3 separate regions of the Zea mays genome follow, and all the other regions are linked to region 3. Evidence: chromatin contacts called from public Hi-C data. All regions are on one chromosome and are shown on one strand. The core of a region is the stretch at or near the end of the contact, and the rest is flanking DNA. Distances in the headings are between cores, read along the strand shown. Region 1 holds the start of LOC100273071 (putative thaumatin domain family protein). Region 2 holds the start of LOC100193583. Region 3 has its middle 4.3 kb from the start of LOC103654649.

Evidence for each region. A called contact is a pair of places that touch in the nucleus more often than the background predicts.
Region 1: a contact with region 3 is called in a Hi-C map of tassel, with 2.1 times the contacts expected there. The contact joins the promoter of LOC100273071 here to the enhancer-like site in region 3. A contact is called at or near these places in 2 of 25 Hi-C or Micro-C datasets (ear and tassel).
Region 2: a Hi-C map of tassel shows a contact between it and region 3, with 2.5 times the contacts expected there. The contact joins the promoter of LOC100193583 here to the enhancer-like site in region 3. A contact is called at or near these places in 4 of 25 Hi-C or Micro-C datasets (ear, leaf and tassel).

The regions. Positions count from the first base shown.
Region 1 is chr4:223,383,644-223,386,672 of Zm-B73-REFERENCE-NAM-5.0, forward strand. It overlaps LOC100273071 (putative thaumatin domain family protein), which reads left to right and starts at 1,431. Exons shown (of 2, transcript NM_001147520.1): 1 at 1,431-2,539; 2 at 2,922-3,029. The coding sequence starts at 1,835. The coding sequence ends at 3,005.
Region 2 is chr4:223,528,364-223,531,706 of Zm-B73-REFERENCE-NAM-5.0, forward strand. LOC100193583 reads left to right here and starts at 1,889. Exons shown (of 3, transcript NM_001138690.1): 1 at 1,889-2,134; 2 at 2,231-2,645. The coding sequence starts at 1,962.
Region 3 is chr4:223,452,445-223,455,699 of Zm-B73-REFERENCE-NAM-5.0, forward strand. No RefSeq gene overlaps it. Among protein-coding and RNA genes, the nearest start is that of LOC103654649, 4.3 kb to the right of the region's middle. Within about 2 kb of position 1,482, at least 3 of the 20 cell types and tissues checked have an H3K27ac peak or open chromatin away from gene starts, as enhancers often do. A contact at or near this core is called in tassel, where this site is marked.

The DNA of each region.
Region 1 (3,029 bases), core at 181-2,680, 69 kb before region 3:
TGCGTATGGACGAAACACTTTTGTACGCTGCTTTTGTCGAAGTCTAGATTCGTCCGGCTGTGAGGACATTCCTGAAATACATTTGTTAACGACGAAGCCAAATGTTAGGCAAGTGATCTTCCGATCTTCGACATACAAGGCCCCCAACAATGAATATAAGTATTAATGTTTTCTATAACTTTTATAAAGAGATAAAAATTATTTGAACATAAAAGAACCATTAAAACGTTAATTTTTTAATCTGTGCCTACTTAATGCCGTGTCAGCCTAAGCACATCTCATCTAGTCATAATGTGTCATGCTGCCTATGGATCCCATCGTTTAAACCGTGTCACTGGGTCTTTTTTTTTTGTGTGCTGGATTATACTTTGAGCTCCTGTTTGTAAACCGTGCCCGGCTTAGCCTCACCTAAAATTTCAGGACTAGATCAAATGAGGTTAGGCCGTTAGGGTGATTAGACGCTGCTGCGGCAGACGAATGTTATGAGCTTTGCAGTTTTTGCATTGCTCAGAATGTGAGCCCGAATCCGGAGGTAGGCATGGGTGCCAAAGCGAATTGTCATGTATACATTCTATCATCTATTTCAGGCTCTAATACGACACGGGTCAGCTCACTGCCAGACGAGACGGCGCGTCGTCGATCTGTAGGTCCGTCAGTTGTCGCCGCAAACGTCGGCTGAAACGTACTGTGTGTGTACTACCTTGAGTCCTTGACCCACCAGCAGACAGTCGACAGACCGGGGGTGCGCGGCTTCCCCGGCCGGTCGGCATGGCACATCGCGCCGTCGCCAATGATGCAGTTGAGTGGAGGGCACATGGTACAAAGTAGCAGGCAGGCCGAGGCCGGTCGGGGCGTCGGGCGGGCCACCGTGGGGTTTGGGAAGCAGGGCAGCTGCTGCTTGCTGCTCGAGGCTTTCCTCCTGGAGTGGAGTATGCATATAAAAAAAAACGCCCAATGAGGAAATGACCTGACGTACGGTCCCGATGCGTGACAGCGCCAGGTTACGCAGCGAGCGGAACCAGACAAGGGCGAGTCGTCACCACCAGCTACTCTGCTCACCAGTCACCAGCGCTCGCTACATCTGAAAGCCAAACTAAAAACTGGCAATCATCAGCCAGCCACTGGTCCTGCCTGCTCCCGGAATCTCTAGCCTAAACTACTCTATTTTTCTCTGCTGGAATCTAATTCGCCAAGTTCCTCGCGCACGAAATGAATGAACGGTGAACCACGCCAGATCCGTTTCGTACCACTGGTGAATAGGACCGTTCCAAATTAAATCGTTGATTGCTCGTAGCAGCCATGAGATTAGACTAGACGAGAGAACGAAACACAGGGAATCCACCACTCATCTCAGTTTCAATTGACTGGATTGCTGCCGTCTCCGGCAGTTATAAAACCGGCAAGCCACGCACGGCACGCCTCCCGGCTCCCGCAGCCAGCCCTACATCCCCCGCTCCGCTCCGCTCCGCAAGCGAGGCGAGGTAGGGATACCGTCGATACGGGCCCACTTCCTCCTCCACCTCCATGTTCCGTCTCGCCCCAACTGCCGACCGCCGCCCTCGCCCCGGCTCCTCCCTTTCCCTCTAGCTAGCACCAATCGTTCATCCAGTCTCACAACCGAGCTCCCCGACCACCAGCACGCCTCGCGCTCGCGCGTCCCTCCCAACAGCGTGCTCCAGTTCCTTCAATGGCATCTCGGGCGCGCCTGCCGGGCACGCCGGCCTCGATCGCCGTCCTCATCCTCTCCTTCTTCCAAGGTACGTATGTGGTGGCTCTGATCCACTTGCCCGCCGTGGACTGACGGGCTGCTTGGGTTTGTGGGTGGGTGGGGGTGGTGGTGGAACCCGGTGCGGCGCGCAGGGTCGGTGTGCGGCACCACGTTCACCTTCAGCAACCGCTGCGGCGACACGGTGTGGCCGGGCCTGCTCGCCGGCTCGGGGACGCCGCCGCTGGAGACCACGGGCTTCGCGCTGGCGCCGGGGCAGTCGCGCGCGCTGTACGCGCCGCAGGGGTGGTCGGGCCGCTTCTGGGGCCGCTCCGGCTGCGACTTCGACGCCGCCTCCGCCAAGGGCTCCTGCGCCACGGGCGACTGCGGCTCCGGCGAGGTCGAGTGCCGCGGCGCGGGGGCGTCCCCGCCCGCCACGCTCGCCGAGTTCACGCTCGACGGCGCCGGCGGCAAGGACTTCTACGACGTCAGCCTCGTCGACGGCTACAACCTGCCCATGCTCGTGCGGGCCACCGCGCCCGAATGCCCCGACACGGGGTGCCTCGTCGACCTCAACGGGCTCTGCCCCGACGAGCTCCGCGCCGCCCACGGCCGCGCCTGCCGCAGCGCCTGCGAGGCGTTCGGCAGCCCCGAGTACTGCTGCAACGGCGCCTACGGCAACCCCAACACCTGCCACCCGTCACAGTACTCCCAGCTCTTCAAGTCGGCGTGCCCCAACTCCTACAGCTACGCCTACGACGACGCCACCTCCACCTTCACCTGCAACCACACCGATTACACCATCACCTTCTGCCCCAAATCCACTCCAACCAGGTCCTTGCCCAAATCAGATCATTCCTTCACTTCCAGTTTCAACTTCAGTTGCAATTTCGAGCTGTAAGGTATTGTTTGATATAGACTTCGTGAGAATGCCGAGGTCTTGATTCGGAATTCTTAGGCTTGGAGAAAAGCAAAGAAGCTTTGATTTGCACTCTTCTCTTTCCCATCTTTTTCCTTGTGTCCCCACTCGGCACCTTGCCACCTTGTGTGCTGTGTGACTAGAAAACCACAACTGCCGAGTTGGGACTGCAAGGAACACATCAGACTGATAGAGGGTTCCACATCCGATGCTTAGATTAACTTTACAAGTTCATGCTTTACAAGATTAAGCAAACCTGGTCTTACGCGAGCAATATTTCTTTTGACATTTTTGCAGCGACAAATCCGAACATTCGTCTCGGAGGCCAAGCCACGAGCAACTGGAAGATTCGGTGTGGCTTGCATCCTTGAAGGCAAGTGACGCCAGTGCTCTGGCAACAACGTC
Region 2 (3,343 bases), core at 639-3,138, 76 kb after region 3:
ACTGGATAGCGGATACCCGGCAGGTATGGGTATGGATACAGATCCATACCCACGAACGTTTATGGGTACGGATATGGGTTGAGTTTTGTCTCGCGGGTATGGATTCGTGAACTATATATCCGTGTACTACCCGTCCGATTGCCATCCCTAGCAGCAGTGAATGCAAATAGCAAAAGTCATGCCCACAATGCTGGATGCTGCCCCTTTTATATGCACAACTGTTTGGCTCTAACCGATTGCACTCAATGACAGTTGGGTCCCACTATTCGGAGTTGCCACTTCATAACGCGCTTTAGGAAGGTATTTTCGAACCTTTGGTACAATGCTTCCCAGTTACATTTTTTACAACTTATGCTCGTTATGAAACAACAAACTCATCCTACAAGGGGCTTACATTGTCGAAGGCCCTCAAAATATCTGTATTACACAATTGTGTTTCAAGTGTACAATAAAAGTCAGACGAAGCAGGTCTTCGGCTATTTCAGGCGTACGATAATGGTCGAACGAAGCTATCTGTCAGCTAAAACTATGAGGAGATAAGCTTCATTTATGTGTACAGATAACAAGAACGCGGATCGAAGCAATCAACTTCGGCAGAGGAGAAATCTTGGATGAAGAGCGACAAAGGTGCAATAAATATGAAGACAGGGAAAAGGCAGTAATATCCCTACTACCTTTGTAAACAATGAGTATAATGCCTCAGGGGTGCGATTGTAATTTTGTACAAAGGCGGTTCATCTTCCCTATAAATATATGAACAATCCTCTGCATAAAGTACCTTTTTAAGGGCAATAGCTGCATGCCTCTTAGCATTCGAAGAATCTTCGTACCTCCCTCTATCAAGGAGCCGAAGGTACGCTTGTAAATTTGTCTAGTGTAATGGGAGATAATGAAAATGCTAAAGCAAAGGAGATAAGTTCTAGTAGACATTTTACTGTGTTATTCCATTACACGTCATTTCTTTTAACATTCTTATAAGACTTTGGTCCTTCATATCAACACTCTAAAAAATTTTAAGCCCAGGACAAAGGTCTCCATTCCTAACTTGTCTTGCCTTGAGTCTCTAACACCTTCAGGGATTAAAATCAAGTATCCAACACACGAGATGAATCTCATACTATACTCTAGGACGTTGTTTCATTTTATGTTGTATTATTTGCCTTTCTTCCTAAAGACCTTCGTCCTTCGCGCTGTTAAACCAAAGGACGAAGATTTTAATATTTACCTTATATTGCCTTGATTTTTGGTACCTTAAAGGGATTGAAATCAAGTACCAACAGTACGCCACGCTCTAATCGATCAACAGCTACCAGAGATTAGAGCAGAGAAGATCTTATATGCATGGAGAGGGGAACGAACCGACAAAAACCAACAGGAGCAGGGGACAGAGGAATTACTAATAGGGTGTCGTGTGGTGGGACGGGGTGGAGATGTGGGGCAACGGTGAAAGGCGGCGCGGGGAAGGGGAGGATGCTGGGACACGACTTGAGCTTGCGGCTGTTGTGGAGGTCGTTGTACGCGCGGAGGTTCGGAGACTGGTGGGGTATAACTGGTGTGGAGACGACGACGACTACGACTACGAAGACGATTATTGCAAATCTGGTGGGTGCGCGACAGAAGATGGACAGCGGGTTGGTTAGACAGAAGTGTTATAAAAACGGCGATCGTGGAAACTAGAAAAACGGGTTATAATTATAATAGTAGAGAAAAGACTTGTATTAGGTTGACAATGTTCAAAGGCTAACAAGTCCAGCTCGATATTTGCCAAAAGTTTACGGTTTTGTATTTCATCGTGTCGCCCAAGAAAATCGAAGGAACGCGCCGCCACCGGCCGCAACAAAGCAACGCAGGCCTCCGGCCTCCCTGAACTGACTTCAGAAGTCACCAACGCACCCAGCACAGACAGAAGACCCTCGCCGGACGCTCGCTCTCGCCGGGGACAACTCAATCACGAGGCCAGGATGGCCCGCTACGATCGCGCGATCACCGTGTTCTCACCCGACGGCCACCTCTTCCAGGTCGAGTACGCCCTCGAGGCCGTCCGCAAGGGCAACGCCGCTGTCGGCGTCCGCGGTGTCGACACCGTCGTCCTCGGCGTCGAGAAGAAGTCCACCCCCAAGCTCCAGGACTCCAGGTCGGTCCGTCGGTACCTCCCCCTCCCTCCCATCCACCAGATCTCTTGACCCCGGGCGCCGCCTCACCCAAATCCTCCCCCAAAAAATCTCCGCAGGTCCGTGCGCAAGATCGCGAGCCTGGACACCCACATCGCGCTGGCGTGCGCGGGGCTCAAGGCCGACGCGCGCGTGCTCATCAACCGCGCTCGCGTGGAGTGCCAGAGCCACCGCCTCACAGTCGAGGACCCCGTCACCGTCGAGTACATCACGCGCTACATCGCCGGCCTGCAGCAGAAGTACACGCAGAGCGGAGGGGTGCGCCCCTTCGGCCTCTCCACGCTCATCGTCGGCTTCGATCCCTACACCCAGAAGCCCGCGCTGTACCAGACTGACCCCTCGGGGACCTTCTCCGCTTGGAAGGCCAACGCAACCGGCCGCAACTCCAACTCCATGCGCGAGTTTCTCGAGAAGAATTACAAGGAGACGTCCGGTAAGGAGACCATCAAGCTCGCCATCAGAGCACTCCTTGAGGTATACACTCAAGCACTTAATTAGCACTAGTGGATCCAAACAGGCCCTTTTATGTGATTATTCAGAGAGACATAGTACTTGAAGGGTGTCAATTGGGAGCAATTAGTATAGAATGAGAAAGATCAACTCCTTATTTATAAAGGCGACAATTTGTCACTGAAGTGAACCAAATGATGTGGCAGTGCTGGACTTAGAACTAAGCTTGCATTGCTCAACTCAATGTACCACTGGAGTGTTGAAATCTATACTTTGTGTGTGCTGTGGCAGCCAAGTGTTTCATGTGTCATGGTTGATTCATTATGAATAGTGGTAGCATCAACTATAGATCCCAGTTTAAACGATAGTTGCAGATTTCAATGAAATTTTTATAATCAGGTCGGTTAAAACAGCATAGATGAAACTAAATAAAGTTGTATAAAATTAGTTTTACAGAACTTGTTTCATCAACTTTCAGATTGGAGTTCTTTCACTCAGAAGTTTCAGATCTAGTTAATCTGAATTGATTACTATATTTTTGAATAAAATATCCTTACCATTAAAAAAACTCGACTTTGGCCTCACCAATGGGCCAATGGCATTGTAGCCCATGTGACAACGACTGCAATCGGAGTTGAGTCTTAAATCTATGCTTTGACGTGAGACATACGATGGGAATTTTTAACTCCAAATTGAAATTCACTGCCACAGAGAGTCAAACT
Region 3 (3,255 bases), core at 232-2,731:
TGAGTTGAGCAGCGGCCGCGAGTTTTTTTCGAACAGAATGTTTGTTGCATAGTACTCCAGTTCTTTTTTATGAAGATGGTGGATTTGATGTACAAAATTTGATAGATGAGTGCAGTCGGTTCTGGACAAAAACTGATGTGTGATAAATATATTTATATGATTATTGTGTAATTAAACTATTAAAATTATGATTTTTAGAAAAAAAATATGTACTTTATTAGTTACTTTACCAAAATATTAATTTTAAATTCTATTTTATTATATGTTAACTGATATAAAAAGTCTTTAAGATTGTGGTAACGTGAAGGTAAAAACTACGAGACGAGTTTAGTGCTGGGAATTGGGTCGGGCCGGGCCAGCCCAGCCCAAGCCCATCGTGCTTCGTGCCAAACGGGTTTATAGCTTACTAAATTAAAGCCCAAGCCCGGCTCGTATATTTAACCACATAAAATCAAAATATTACAACTATATAAAGTTTATAGCTTACTAAATTAAAGATATTAAACAATTCTAGCATCATTTGACCACATAAACTCCAAATATAACAACAATATAAAGTCGATATCTTACTAAATTAAAGAAATTAAACAGATTGAGCTTAATTGGGCCGTGCCGGCCCAAGCCCGGCCCATCTATGCGGGCCGTGCCAAGGGCCCGACGGGCCGAAAAATGAGGTCCGGCCTAAGCCCGCCTTCGGGCCGTGCTAGACTGACCCATATTATTTCGTGCCGGGCCGTGTTTTGGGCTCCTATTTTCGAGCCGTGCTCGTGCTGGTCCTAAAAGCCTGGCCCATATTCCTAGCACTAGGCGAGTTGTTATAACTGCCTTTCTCACCATAAACCCTAATCATCGTTCGTTCTGTTGTTCGCCGAAGAGATTAGATACCGTACAGTAGATTAGAACAAAACAGTTGGTGCAAAGCCGCAATGTCATCGTCATTCTCGCCGGAGGTGGATGGGAACCACAGCGACGACGAGAAAGACGGCGTCGGTGTTCTACCTGAGGATCAGGTGTTCGAGATACTTACGCGCGTCCCCCTCGACGACCTCGCCACATGCCGCATGGTGTCCACCCGGTGGCGCAGGATCACGTATGAGCCGGCGTTCGCGCCGCTGCACTGCAGCCGCACCGCCGCCGTGTCGGGCTACCTCGTCCAGAGCTTGACGCACAACCGCTACCGCGCAGACTTCGTCTCGATGCCCTGCTCACCGCCGGCGCCGGCGGTGGCAATCTCGCTCGACTTCCTGCCGTCCGCGCACGTCCGCGTCGTGGCCGTGGCCGCGCACCGCGGCCTCGTGTGCTGCGTCGACGTCGACGCGATGCGGCCGACGTGCTACTACGTGTGCAAGCCGGCCACGCGACAGTGGCGGGCGCTGCCGAACCCGCGGGTGCGGTTCGACACGGTGGCTGTGGCCATGGAGGCCCGGCCCTCCGGTGCCACCAGGGCGGAGTTCAAGATCGTCCGCTTCTCGCGATCGGTAGTCGTCAAGCCGGGGGACCGGCTGCGCTGCGAGGTGTTCGACTCGCGACAGTTCGCGTGGAGCCAAGCTCCGCACGTGCCGCTCGGCCCGTTCTCCCTCCAGGCCCAGGCGCCCGCCGTGCGCGCGCACGGCGCGATGCACTGGCTCCGCTGGTCCGACCACAACACGGGCGCGCAGGACGTCTTCGCGTTCGACGTTGAGGCCGTGAAGTGGAGGCTCATCGCGCTGCCGCAGGAGGTGGACCAGATGGACAATCCGTGGGCGCGCAAGAAGATTGGCGCCGTGGAGGGGAGGCTGTGCCTGCTGGTGCTCACGCACGCAGCTGGCGCTGTGAACGAGGAGGTGCTGGAGGTGTGGGAGATGGCTAACTACGGAGAAGGAAGATGGACGAAGAAGATGACAATAAGCTTGAAGGACCTCCACGAGCACGACAGGCGGGCGGTGATCCACGGTGTCCTCCACTCCTCTGATGTCGCCTTCTTCTGCAGCTTCTACAGAGTCATGTGGTAATCAACTAGTAGCTGCATGACGACTTTGTGCATTCATCCAGTCATTCTTTTGCGTAGTTACTGAATTTGCATTCATCATCCAAATCATGTGCCTGACTCGGATCGCATCGCAGGTATGATTTCAGGAAGGGAAAGATGGCCGAGGTCCAAGTCAAGAACATAGGCATAGGCCTACAACAAATTTTCAAGTACGAATCGGACTTCAATCTATGCAAAATAGGTAGAGTGTGCCCGTCTCCTTCTTGAAACGGCATGTTCTAATGATAATGATTGTCAGGGCCTAAGAGGCCCATAGAGGGGGCTGCGGTAGCAGCAGTCATGGGTCCTCAAGGAAGATTAGATAAGATTATAAGATTAGTTGAGATTATCTAGGAAGTTTGTCAGTTAGTTTGTTGAGGGTTTTAGGAGAGTTTTAAGGAGATAAGGATCTCTAGCTAGATAGGGGCGACCAACTGGCCTATTTATGTAATCAATGGATGAGAAATAAAGTAGACAAAAATTAGAAGGGGGAAACCCTTCACTTGCTCGACCGTGGGCAGAGGCCCCCGGCCGACGTTCCTGCCCATCGATATCCCTCTCCGATCCCTCACCGATCTAGCGACCATAACATCTGGTATCAGAGAGCTTGAGTTTCAATCTGATCCCATGGCTTCTACTGCCAATTTCGTGGAGTCATCCTGGTAACCGGCGTCCCCATCTCTATGGACTGCGCCACATGTCACCTTCGTCATGCCGTCCTGGTAACCGACGTCCCATCTCCATGGGCTGCGCCGCATGCCACCTTCATCACGCCATCCTGGCAACCGGCGTCCCTATCTCCATGGACAGTATTGCCTGCCAATTTTGTCACCATATTCTAGACGCCGACGTGCCCATCCCCAGGAACAACGCCTAATTTTGTCACATCTCTTTGTTGACGGCGTCTCCGTCCCCATGGGCGACGCCACCTGGGGCAGCCACGGCTCAGCAATCATCAGCTCCATCGATGGGAGACTTGTGGACCAACATAAGGGCTGATCTCGCAAATATACAAGCCACGCTCCAGAAGGTTGAGCAAGGGCTGCTGCAAATCAAAATAGCAGTGCAACATGAGCAGCACCAGCTGGCGTTGTCCGCACGGCTCCAGACGTCGGCGGCTGTGGGCATACAAGCTGCTGCTCGTGGCTTTCTTGCACGACGGAGAGTGCGGGAGATGCGCCGACAGATGCTCGAGGCAGCCTTGGTGACAGCTGACCTCGGCACACGAGGGCACATCCTTGCCCTGT